2 separate regions of the Rattus norvegicus genome follow, and region 2 is linked to region 1. Evidence: chromatin contacts called from public Hi-C data. All regions are on one chromosome and are shown on one strand. The core of a region is the stretch at or near the end of the contact, and the rest is flanking DNA. Distances in the headings are between cores, read along the strand shown. Region 1 has its middle 37 kb from the start of Xdh. Region 2 holds the start of Xdh (xanthine dehydrogenase).

Region 1 (6,019 bases), core at 2,411-4,910:
TCTCCTTGTCTACCCACAAGTCTCTATGCACCTTTCCAGTCTCTGAGCAACTGCTGACCCTTTGGTGACCGTTCCGGATTCCGCCTTCTTTCTCACTGAAATTGATGACTCAGTTCCTCTGTCTGCTCATATCTGAGCCCACCGTGAACTTCAGACATTGTTCCAAGCAGAACCAGTTGGGGATTTGCCTACAGAGGACTTAGTTGCTTTTAGAAATGCTCTCCTGTGCAAAAACAGATAAGACAAAGACAGCAGTGGTCTCTAGAGTAGGAGAACACCCTCTTGGAGAGTGAATGAGAACAAGGGAAGGATCCTTGCCCCCCAATTCCTATTCTGGGGAGGGCTGGTGTTTTCCAGGTGTTTAATCAGTGCCCTATTACACCTTGTAGGGGAAGAGACAGGCAGGTCACAGTAACACATCAGGCTAGGACTTAAGCAGCAGACCTTGGAGCTGGGCTACCTGGATTAGAATCTCGGTGCTTCTACTCGCTAATTCTGGAGCCACAGGCAAATTACTTGCTATGCTCTGGATGTGGTTCTAGTGCCTCCCAAGGGTCCCATGTCCATTTTGGTTAATAGCTGGGTTCCTAAGGAAAGTGGCGTGGAACCTTTAAGAGGTGGAGCCAAATAAGAGGCTCTTAGGTCAGTTGGGGACACACTCTTCAAAAGGTTTGTGGGATACCGGATCTCTGATTCCCGCCAGAGAGTTAACTCCTTATTCCAATGCACCCATTCACCATGACACTCTGCCATCCACTGGCCACATCAGAGGCCAACCAGTCAGATCATCCAGCTGAACCTGGGATATTCAAGCTCCAAAATCATAGATCTCTGTCTCTGTCTCTCTCTGTCTACCCACCCCCCACTCCCTGACCCCCACAGCCTGGGTCAGGTATTATGTTATAGTGACACAGAGATGATACATTGCTTCATCTCTCTGTGCCTCAGTTTACCCAAAATGGGGGATAAGAAGAGTACTGGGTTTATAGAGCCGCCACGAGGACTGATAGTCACGATAAGTCACGTAAGTAAAAGGCTGGTGTTTGTTTCTTACGATTGGTTGGAGTAAGTGGTTAATTAAACTTACCTTACTGCCTTTCCACAATTAATTCTCCAAGCACTGGAGACCCAGTGTTGAGCAAATCAAGTGCCATCTTATTTTTACTGAGCGAACAGCCCCCAAGAAAAGCACCCAATCAAGCAATTACAGCATAGGGCGTGTGGGAAACTGCTCTGTTTTGTTGTTGGCATTGTTTTTTTGTTATTTGAAACATCATGAATCTCCTTGGGCCTTGCAAGCTCAGACAACTTGGGTGCCTCTCTCAGGGACAAACCAGAAACAGTGTCTCCATACTGTCCCACCACAAAATCCGTCAGCCACTTGCAACAGTCTCTCTCCTGTCACAGATCCTGCCTCTGCATAGGATCCCTCCTTTCAGAAATAGACCCAAGTCCCAAGTCAGTTCAAATTACTGTTCCACATTTCTGGCCACTTGGTCACAACACTCTTGGAAAAGCCTGTGTCTGTTTTATTTCTCCATATTCTATTTCTGATTTTCTCCTCAGCTCTCTATAACCCATACCTCCACAGCAACCATGTTTGGGGAGGGCATCAATGATATCCATCGTGCTGGACAGTTTTCTGTCAACTTGACATAAGCTAAAGTCATCTGAGTGGAAGAAGGAACCTCAGTTGAGAAAATGCTCCCATGAAACAGGGCTGTGGACATTTTCTTAATTAGTGATTGATGGAGGAGGGCCCCGCCCATTGTGGGTGGAGCCACCCCTGAGCTGGTGGTCCTGGGTTCTATAAGAAAACAGCTGAGCAAGCCGTGAGGACCAAGCCAGTAAGCAGCAGCTCTCTGTGGCCTCTGCATCAGCTCCTGCCTCCAGCATCCTGCCCTACTTGAGTTCCTGCCTTGACTTCCTTCAGTGTGGGACTGCAGTGTGGAAGTAGAAGCCAATAAACCCTTTCACCCCCAAGTTGCTTGTTACCACCAATGCTTATCCCTTGACAGTGGTTACTCATAATGACTCTTATCTGAGTCAACGTTCAATAACACTCGCTTCTCAAAACTGAATTGCTTTGGCGCTCAGAATCCACATTCCTTTCCCCCCTCCCCCCGTTACCTTTTTGGTCAAGTCTTCTTAGTCTTCCTTATGGTTCTTAACCAACTTACATGATGAAATTTGGAGTTTCCTAGGACTTAGTGTCAAGACCTATTTTCTTCGTACTTCCCAAGAAATCTCAGATCTCTGAATGGCATGATTTAATTTGCCATTTTTCTTAATCCCGATATTCGTATCTCAAGTTTCCTCATGTCTTTTCTCCAAACTCGTAGGCATATTTGTTCACTCAGTAAATGAGCTCAACAGTCTTTAATCATAACCATAACAGGCCAAGGCAGAACTTGATTTTTCTGCCCTCTCAACTTCTTCACCTCTTGTTAAATGATATTTTGTGCCATGGGTCAAATGTTTGTAGACATTTTAATTTCTTTCTTCACACACACACACACACACACACACACACACACACACACACACACAGTCACACAGTCACAACATCTAATATCACAAACCACCCCATCTTTCTTCATCTTTACATTATACTTTTCCTCTTCATTTCTTATCCCTTGAGAGTGGTTACTCATGATGACTCAGTGTAGTAGAAGAATAATGCTGAGTTGCTGTATACAGTCTCCTGCTCTGGGACAAGCTGCTTGTCATGAAAATACACAGGCTTTCTTTTTGGACCAATCTGCATGGTAAGGAGTTGAGGTCTGCAGTGACAAGCCCAGTGACTGCCATATCTCAGCAGTGGAAGCATCATTTCCAGCCATGCTCATGATAGTGTCAGCCCCAGACAACACCTTGATGGTAACATCATGAAAAACCTGACTGAGGGTTAACGGGATGACACTTGTAATTCCAGTGCTGGAGAAGGGGAGGTGGGAGCATCCCTAGTGTGCTCCAGGCCAGTGAGAGAGACTGTTTCAAAAGAGGTGGATGGTGTTCCTAAGGCTAACATCTGAGGTTTTCTTCTCACCCCCATGGACATATGCCCACACGTTCACCTACCCACACATGTACACACACACACACACACACACACACACACACACACACACACAAAGTTAAAAGTGAATTGAAGCTACTCCTCTATCCTCCCTCCCTGAAAAAATGGTCGTAGAAACACATGAAAATCCTACAGATGGCGTTAGGGCTCAGTCTCCATCTTCCCAGGAGTGGAGAAAGATTGATGTTGTTCACAGCTTCTCGATCTAACTTTGAATCTTAATTAGAGACTGGGTTGTCTAGTCTCTGGTTTTCTGGGTATGGGAGGCAGTTGACAGGGTGCCAGATTTCTGCTTCCGTGTCTACGGTTATGGTGTTGAGGAACGGTTCTCATAAAGGACCCGTTTTCTTTCTCTAGGGAATTTTAAGGATGACCAATTTGGAACCTGATCCCTAAGTCCTTTCAATGAACTTCAAAAGACCTAATTCTCTGAATTAATTCCCTCCTGGCTTGAGGTTTTAAAGATGTTTCTATTTCCTTGGAATGAACAGTTGGACTTGGGGAACTGGAGGAGGGGAGTTGTCTGGGAAGGACTAGCTGGCTCAGCACGAAGGAGGCAATACCACGTGACATTTACCTTGGCGTGTGCGCCAGGCCTTTGATAGGACCTGCGTTAAGGCTGATGTGGCTGGAGTGCTGATTCACACTAACAAGCCTTTCAAGGAGAGAATTTACGAAACCAAAATGCTAGGTTAATAATTTATAGTGTGGAATGCACTGCCAAGGTGACTAAATGCAGGTGCCAGCTCGACCAGCACTTCTCTAAGGGTCCTCCACTCACACGAGAACTCGTTTCAACCATATTCAGTGAGTGGGCTTCAGGAAACGAAGGAAGAGCTACATCAGGAAGGGACTAGTCCCAGGACCGGACTAACGAAGGGCTCTGGCTTCTCAACTTTCCTACATCGTGCTTGGATGGACTCTCTAAAATACTGTCTCTGACTTCCCAAGTTCTATGATTCTGAGCAAACCAGCTTCCTTTCTAATCTAAACATGGAAGGGCTGGAGGCTAGGGGAGAAAGTGTCAGCTGCAGATCTCACTTCTGTAGGTGTCCTGCCAATGAGAGGCTCGTCTTGCAGGGTTTACATTTTGCATAGGACTTTGCCCTGATTTGCAGCTGACTCTCACGGTCTTTAAAAAGGTGCGTAGCACTGGAGTGAAGGTTAGATCTGAGCAGGCTTGAGTTTGATGACTAAGACGATTTTCTGCCTCTTAGAGAAGGGGTGGTGGGGAGGCATCTTAACATACTATTTTGCTTTTTGACATTAAAAATGATCAGTGGAGAACTTGGGTTAGCTGGTGTAACTGAAGAAGGCACAGTGGAAACACAACTTTGGGTGGTTCCAGGGGAGCAAGGGGACAGACCTCTCTATCCCTCTTTTTTCCTTCCATAACCAAATATATGTCAGGGAAAGAACCTAACAAGACCTATAGAGTGGAGAAAGGGAGGCGGCAAAATCCTTTGTATCCAGTTCTGGGGAGCTTGTAAGGGTTGTGACCTTCTTGTTAGCATTCTGGGATCTTTGTAAAACCTACTCTTTATACCTGTTCGAGTGAGTGAGCCATGCTTTGCTTTGAGAGTTTAGGGGAAGAGCCTGAGCTCCAGGTATGAACCAAAGCAAACTAAAGCAAGGAGGAGAATAGAAAAAGGTGACAATGCTCCAAATATCAGAATTCTGTGAAAGGGCAGGTTTGGGTTCAACAATGACCAGGAAAGAGAGGTTTCTTATCCTTCACCAGCTACAACTGAGGGAGCGGGGGAGGGTACTGACTGCTTGTAAGGGGAAGGGGCCAGTGTGGTCTGCTTTTATTTAAATCCAGAAGGTTAGAGAAATGAGGTGGGGTGGCGAGGGCTCTGGAGAACGATTCCCTGCAACCGAAAGTTGTAAGCTGGGTTAAGGGAGGAAGAGGAGTCTGCCTGGAGCTGGAGACTGTGATGTGAGCTTTAGGTCCCGTACACAGAGCAAGGGTGTTAATGTCTTCATATGCAGTTTGTCCTCTGGGAAGGTGTCAATAAGGCCTTCCGGTGGTGGATGCTGGGGCTTTCTGCTGCTCTAGATCTAGACCTTCCCTCCCGCCTTGTGTGATGGGACCGGCCAGTGTGATTTCTCAATCTTAAGGGCATCTGTATACTTTCTTCTCACAAACACAGCTTGAGGTCGTGCCAACTCATGCCTCTCTGTCTCTCCATGAAAGCAGGGTGCCTCACTCTCTTCGCTCATCACCCTTAGAGGATTCGTAATGGAGAGCAGTAAAATTTCAACCCAGTAAAGGCTTCAATCGCAATATTTTAAACACGCGATGAAAACCGCTTCCTTTTAAGAAGAGAGCATATTTTTTATCCAATTGGGATGAAAAAAAGACCCTTAAACTCTGTCACTGGGTTACCAGGGACACCCCCTGAGAGTGTGCATGGATATTTGAAGTTGGTTATAGACAAAGAAAGGCTGAGCGGGGAAAGAGGAGCAGGTCTCTCTAGAAGTTTCTATATGGCTGCCAGATGCCTGAGAGGGCGGAAGGCATAACTCGTGAGAACTTTGACACCAGGTGGATAAGGCTTTTAAGTGCCTCATTCAGAGCCAGGAAGTTTTAATCGGTAGAAAGCATATTGTGCAGGGCAGGGAGAAAAAGAAAAAGGGAAAAGAAAGAGTTTTGGACTAATGTTTTTCTCAGTGTCACGAACAGCAAAATTTATAGTAAATAAAGCACAGAGAATATAGCAGCCTTTTTCACAACAGTCAAGATGTGGAAGGGGCCCAGGTGCCCATCAACAAATCAGCCCAATGTGACGTATAAAGCAAGACACAATTTACCATAGAAAACTAGGAGAATAATTGTATTGCTTGTTGCAATACAGGTGAACCGGGAGGGCATTGTGATAAGGGAAAAGAAACAGCCACAAAGGAAGACAAATGCTGTATGACGCCATTTAGTAGGTA
Region 2 (6,798 bases), core at 3,613-6,112, 37 kb after region 1:
ACTTCTGTATTTTTAAAAAAGATTTATTTGTTTTATATATATAAATTTACTGTCGCAGTCAGATCCCATTACAGATGGTTGTGAGCCACCATGTGGTTGTGGAAATTGAACTCAGGACCTTTGGAAGAGCAGTCAGTGCTCTTAACTGCTAAGCCATCTTTCCAGCCCTAAATCATTTGCTTTCTAAACTTTGACTCCCAGTTCCTCCCCTCACTATGTCAGTTTCTTGGAGACCACAGGTAATTGGATTTTTTTAATCCACTCCATTAGTCTGTGTCTTTTAATTACTGTCTTAAGGCCATTGATATTCAAGGCTATAATTAAGAAGGGTTTGCCATTGTTTATGATTTTGTTGCCTATTGCTCTTGTTGGTGGGATGATTGGCAATTCCCTTTTTCTGTTCCTGGCAGTGTTGGAAGTTTGCTGTGTTGGATGTGATTGATTCTTTCCTAGGTCTCCTATGTTTGTCTATTCCTTTCATAGAATCTATCCTTTCCTGTGTTCACATGTGTGAAACTGTCTTTCTCTCTGCATAATAATCCTTAAAGATTGTTCTTAGTGGTGACCTAGTTATTATGAAATATATCATTATTTATTTAGTGTATGTATGTGCTTGTGTTGTTTTGAGATATCCTTATTTCTTTATCTGTTTTCAGAGTATAGCAATTCTGGCTAACAATAATTTCTTTTGAGGATTCAGTGTATCATTCTATGCTGGTACAGTTGCTGACATCAGACCTGATATTACTCTTATGTCTATGCCTCTGTGGGTGAGCATTTTCCTCTTATGGTTTCTTTGCTATGTATTTTTGATATTTTGAGTATGATACATTTTGGAGAGAGTCTTCTCTGGTCCTGACTGCTTGGGGTTCTGAAGGCTTCCTCTATTTGGATGTCTGCCCTTCTAGATTCAGGCAGTTCTTGGCTAAAATTTCCTTGACTAGGTTGTCTGAGATATATGATTGTTTGTCATCTTCTTCAATCCCATGTAGTCTTGACTTTGTTCTCTTGGGTCTTGGGTGTATGTACATGCGTGGTGGAGTCCATTGGTGTCAAAATCAGGCCCAGAACGTGTCAGTATGGCTAGCCTTGCTAGATAGCTCTCTCTGAAGAGTTTCTGTTTCTGCCATCTCAGGCTGGAGTTACAGTTGTACGCCCATTTGTCACTTCTGTGGGCCCTGGGGACCCAAAGCCTATACTCACACAAGCATTCTAGTCACTGAGAAATCTCCCTGGCCCATTTTTCTCATATGTCTGTGTGCATTACTGTCTCAACCTTGGCATGAATTCTTGAGATGAATTCTTCTGCTTGGTGGCATTTGTGGATGATGCTCTGCTGGTTCCTTGTTACCTGATTGATGCTCTCATTTCCGGAATCCCCCTTGTTCCTTGTATGGAACCTGCATTTCCTTGGTGATTTTTTTCTTCCATATTTTAAAATTTTCTCCAAGTTACTGATGCTTATAGCCATGCCAACTATATTCTTTCCTGTTTTCTTATGTGTGAAACTGTCTTTCTTCTTTCTCTGTGTGTAATAATCCTTAATTGCTCTTAGTGCTGGCCTAGTTACTATGGATTATGATTGTTTATTAGCACATATATGCTTGTATTCTTTTGAGATACTCTTATTCCTTCATGTGTTTTCAGAGTACAGCAATTTTGGCTAACAATTATTTCTTTTAAGGATTCAGATATATCATTCTATGCATTTATGGTACTGACATCAGATCTTGTGTTACTTTCTCTCTATGTCTTGAAGCAATTTCACAACTTAAGCTAAGCTCCTTATCTGTTTATTTGCATCCTCTGTTTGGCCTTTGAAAAAAATTTGATTTCTATTGTTAAGAAAATGTCAGCCTATGGGCTGTCATAATGGAATCTTCTCATGCCTTTTGTGTCTCTTTGTTATGCTTTGTGCGTCTCTTGGGGAGTACCTGTCTTCTGGTTTGCAGCTCTTTCCCCTTCCCCATGGTTTCTATCTTGGCTTATGCCTATCCTTGTTTATTTTTGGTAGCTCGTTCTCACTTAGATTTATTATCACCAAAGCTGGCTGCAATGAAAGTTATTATGGGTCAACATAAGCCCCCGTTAGCCTTGGAAGACACCATGCTCTTCTCTGGTGTTTCCTAGAAAGTCTAAAGACAGAAGAACTAGGGTTCTCATTGGGGGAGAATGCTGCATATTTAAGTAGTAAAGTGAAGGGGTGTGGATGATGGGATAGGACGGGATGGGGTAAGAATTAAATCAAGTACATGGGTTAGATATACAAAAAGCAGTAAAGAAAATGTTACATTAAATTTAGGGAAAAGGAAAACATAAGAGCTTTCATCAGCAAGATACAAGCCACATCACCTGAACTTAAAATACAAAAGTATACACACTAAGAGAAAAAAATTTAAAGAATTAAAAAAAAACCTAAATAAGATATATAGAAAACAGAAAAAATAAATAGATAAATAAAAACATGAATGCAAATGAGCAATGAACAAAAATAAATATGTTCTCAGTCAATGTTTCTTGGTCAGTTATTAGTTAGGAGAAAGCCCCAACCCCGTATCTACAGGTCTATCAGTGCATTGCAACAAGTTCCACCACAGGCTTCCTGTCATCCACGTAGCTTTTCTCAGCTGTGGTCAGGGTGGGGAGTGTTGAGAACCTCCCTGCTTCCGGTTTCCTTACCACATTTCAGCTATGGCCACAGTCTGTTGTCTTAGGTCTACTACTCCTAGCCAGTGCTGCAACCTGTTTACTCCCTGTGGTTCCAAGGAGCCTCTGGCAGCACCAGCCATGGGGTCCTGCGTGATGTGTGGTGTGAATGTCCCAACTTCAGAGTCCTGCTCTCTCTCTCTCTGGAGCTGTGTCTGTGGGCTGGTCTTTCCCTTCTCAGGCGACTCCCCAAGGGTTAAGTTCAACCCCAGCCAACCTCCTCATCTCCTCTTGGAGTTTCATCTGTTCCTGCACTGCCTCAGTCAGGTTGCTTGTGCCTACAGACTATGGCAGGGGAGGGGTACTGTGCGCGATATAAACCCCTCAGTTTCACATTCCTACATCCTTTATCCAGCACTTGCCCAACATCTGCTGGGACAGTTTACCCTCTTTACTTTTTGGGAGAACTGATTTTGCAGTGTAGTTATAGTAAGCCGTGTCTGTGAATGTGGCCACCGGACCCAAGACAGCGACTTTTACAAAGATGATGGAGCTAACACTAAGTCCAGCCCTCATAGCTTCCTTGACTGCGGAGGAATAGCCAAGGTGAAAGGGCAAAGCTCAGGAAAGTGGGTCAGAGAACAGAAGAGCCAATCAATCATAAGAGTGTGAGGAAAGGGGTTACAAAACACACCTTAGGTTCAGCCTTAGTCCCTCTCCCCACCCTTTTCCTTTCAGACCATGATCTCTCTGTTTCTGCTTGACTGACATTTTAGGTTGGACAAGTCTTTATTGAAAAGGATTGTCCTGGGCTTGGAATGTTTTTTTCCTGGTCTCAGAAATACCACCACCGCCGCTGCCGCGGCCACCACCACCACCACCACCAACAACAACAATAACTGCTCTACCAGTCATGTCACTAGCACCCCATTTTGTAGGGCATTTGACTCTAGCAACAAGTACTGTTTTATGATGACCAGAATCTCCATTTGCCTTGGGATTTGTTGCACTAGCCCTAGCATAGTCTGGGGGCAAACTGGGATATTGATCGACTGACACATAAGTTCATTCTCGGTTCTATCGGGGCTGCACCAGCAGAGGGGGCGTTGTGTTGATGATGTGACTGTCCTAGGGGTCCTGTTTTTCAAGATGTTGTTGTTGTACCAGGCACATCTGACTCATTTCCTTCTCTCCTTTTCTGTGGTCTTCCAGGGCTATGAGAAGTGTCCCCCTGTAGGTTGGCTATGTGACTGAGTGAGCGTAGGGCTGGGGACGAACAGAGTGCCTGCTGATGTGAGGGTGGGTGGAATGGAGTGATGGGAGGGCTGGGGCCAGGAGAGCCCACGGGTATTGCCTGAGTGGACACTGCATAGGCATTTACACCAGATGTTGGAGGAGGGAGGGGTGTTCTCAGTTCTGCTAACAGACTGTGATGATGTTGTATTAGCTTTCTGATTTACCTTGGTGTTTAAAACATGGTTTGGTGTGTGAGTACCTCTGATAATTTGGCAGGTTTTGTGAAAGTCTCGAACATGATTTATCGGGATTGTTGCAGTGATTGTTCAAGAATGATAAATATTTCCATTCTCTGCAAGTTTATGAGGCACACCCGAGAGGCCGTTTGTTTTTTAGCTTTGTGCTTTTGGTATCATTTTGATGTCCCTTTCCAAGATGAAATGGCTGAGTTCTGCAGGCAGTAAGTGACAGGCTGTAGTCAAAGGTCAGGGTTTGAGTCTGGACGTGAGGATCCGTGTCTGTGACCTTCACATTCTGTCAGGCCCTGAGAGAATGAGTTGAGCACGCCAGTGGCGAGTCCGTGTCAGGGTAAGCCAGACTGGGAAAATAACAAGTGTGTACAGGAGGAGAGAGTGAATCAGCTTTGCTGGCTGACAACTGGCTCCTTCCCCCTCTCTTCCTGGTATGGTAAGTGGGAGGAGGGTGAAGCAGGTTCCACAAGGGCAGGTGCCCAGAATTCACAGTCATCTGGTGCCAAGACGCGGGCCTCCCTAATCTAAGCCTGTGCACTTTGACTAGGAGGGCAGAGTAGGATTTGCCGTGTGGCTGTCCCGTCCTTCCTGGATTGTGCAAACCTGTGACTCTTGCCAAGAACCGTCCATGCCTGGAGCCGGTTGTTTCTCATTGGGTAACTTTGTTTCATTTTGCTGGGAGGCGTATCTTTCAAGTTGCAGGGCAGTGATATCTACAACTACTTCTCAAGAGCTCAGTGACTCCAGCAGCCACGATGACTGCGGATGAGTTGGTCTTCTTTGTGAATGGCAAAAAGGTAAGCAGGGGTCTGCTATCTGGGAAGGGACATGTGTCGTCTCTCTTACGTGGACCCTTTGATTTGTTCTGCTCTCATCTTACCCCCTAGAAGGTGTTGCTGTAGTTTGGTATCTTTTGAGCAAGAAAAACAGAGGCAAGATACTCAGAAAGCAAAGGAGGAAGGGAGAGAGAAGAGAGAGGGATATCTACTCTGTGCTAGTGGACACACTGGCTCAGAGACGGAAAAGGAACAGAGTCTAGGTGAGATGAGGAATCACCAGCACTTCTCTATTTCTGTGTTTAAGCAAGCCTAGCCTAGTATTTTGATGGCTCTCTTTACTACGAACAGCAACAGACATGCATTTTATGCTAATGCCAGGGTATAAAACACACATAGCCGTTGATTCTGATACATGATCCTGTACACAGATTTAACAGCTAGAACTGACTTACCGTGTGGCGACATACACTGACACCTTGTGGCAAGCCATCATTGTCACTATTCTTTTCATAAAGCCCCCTCCCCCCGCCCCTGCCACCTTCTCTCAGTTCTATATGTAAATATTGCAAATGCCACTTAGGAAAAGTGGTTATGGGGTCCACAAATCCCTGATAGCCCAGGAATCTTTGCAACTTCAACTCAGTGCAGGGAGAGAAGGAGCAAGTTATTGTCTCTGGTGCTGCTTGATTCCCTTCAAGGTACTCGGGGCCCTTCAGCCCTCCCCTCCCCCCACTTGAGATCACAGGAGAGGAGCCATTATTTCCCCCCACTGTAACTGGCTACGTGGACATTATAAATCACGAGTGGACCAAAGGATGCCCCCCGAAAAGACTTTCCTTGTCTTGTTATGTTGATACTTTTGTGATGATTGAAGAGCCTGAGTAGCTTCTGAGGAAATTTGCAGGAATAAACATGGGCTTCTGAGAATTCCTAAGGACTTAGACTGCCAGGATCTGCTTGGGTAACTAGCACGGAAACTTTAGGAGTCATTCCAACACCAGTACCGCAAAGCCTGTGGATTCGGTTTGAGTGATTCCATCCCTGGATTCCTGGATCTCTCTGATATATGGTTCTTTTGAGTTGGGCAGTTGGTACCATGACACGAGCTAGGGTGGAATGCCTAAGCTGGTGGTAGCAAGACTTTTTGCACTGGATATTTTAAATGTCTTTTGTGCTCAGCGTTTACGTGACAGAGGTGAAAGAAACAGCTGTTAACTGGACTTTCTGGAAATACTGTGTACACACAGACGTCATCATTGGCCCTTTCATAAATTGGCCCCTTCAGGGAGCTGGTGGCAGGTTCAAAGTGCTCTGAAGGTCATGTCTTACCCTAAGGTATATCAAGCTGTTGATTTGTGCGTGCCCCACTGTTCTTCTGAGGGGACAGCTTGCTCTTAGCCTCTGTGAAAGGAGTGTTTTTGAGATGAGCTGGCTTGGCCGAAATTGCTTCTCCTTGTGCTTTATTAGCACTGTAGAGAAGAGATTTTTAGATGTTTAGAGAGTAGCATCATACCAATCCCTTCTATCCCTGGGAGCTTCGATTCTGTCAGTTTCTCTTGATGAATAGCCAGCCGTGTTTGTCATTTACAAAGGTGTGAGCTCTCGGGAAGCTACCAGAAGGATGAAGAGAGTGTGAACAGATTAGTGAGTAGTAATAAGCAGGAGTAAGTAAGGGGCGATCTGGGTGAGCAAAGGAAGATTGAGTAAGTTCAGATTCATTTCCTTCTTCAAGATGTTCTAGGCATTGGGCCATAGATGTTGTGCAAAGAAATTACCAAAGAAGCTGTGGAAAGATGGCGTCTCATTCTCCTCAGGGAGCCTCTTCCTCCTTGTTTACAGTACTGCGCAGGGTTCTGTCTGCGCAAGTGGTCTTAGAGAGGGCTCAG

The links. Hi-C and Micro-C count contacts between places; a contact is called where the count stands out from the background.
Region 2: a contact with region 1 is called in a Hi-C map of liver, with 4 times the contacts expected there. The contact joins the promoter of Xdh here to the enhancer-like site in region 1. A contact is called at or near these places in 2 of 12 Hi-C or Micro-C datasets (kidney and liver).

Annotation. Positions count from the first base shown.
Region 1 is chr6:27,242,126-27,248,144 of GRCr8, forward strand. No RefSeq gene overlaps it. Among named protein-coding and RNA genes, the nearest start is that of Xdh, 37 kb to the right of the region's middle. Within about 2 kb of position 3,661, at least 7 of the 93 cell types and tissues checked have an H3K27ac peak or open chromatin away from gene starts, as enhancers often do. A contact at or near this core is called in kidney and liver, where this site is marked.
Region 2 is chr6:27,277,457-27,284,254 of GRCr8, forward strand. It overlaps Xdh (xanthine dehydrogenase), which reads left to right and starts at 4,863. Exons shown (of 36, transcript NM_017154.2): 1 at 4,863-4,930. The coding sequence starts at 4,889.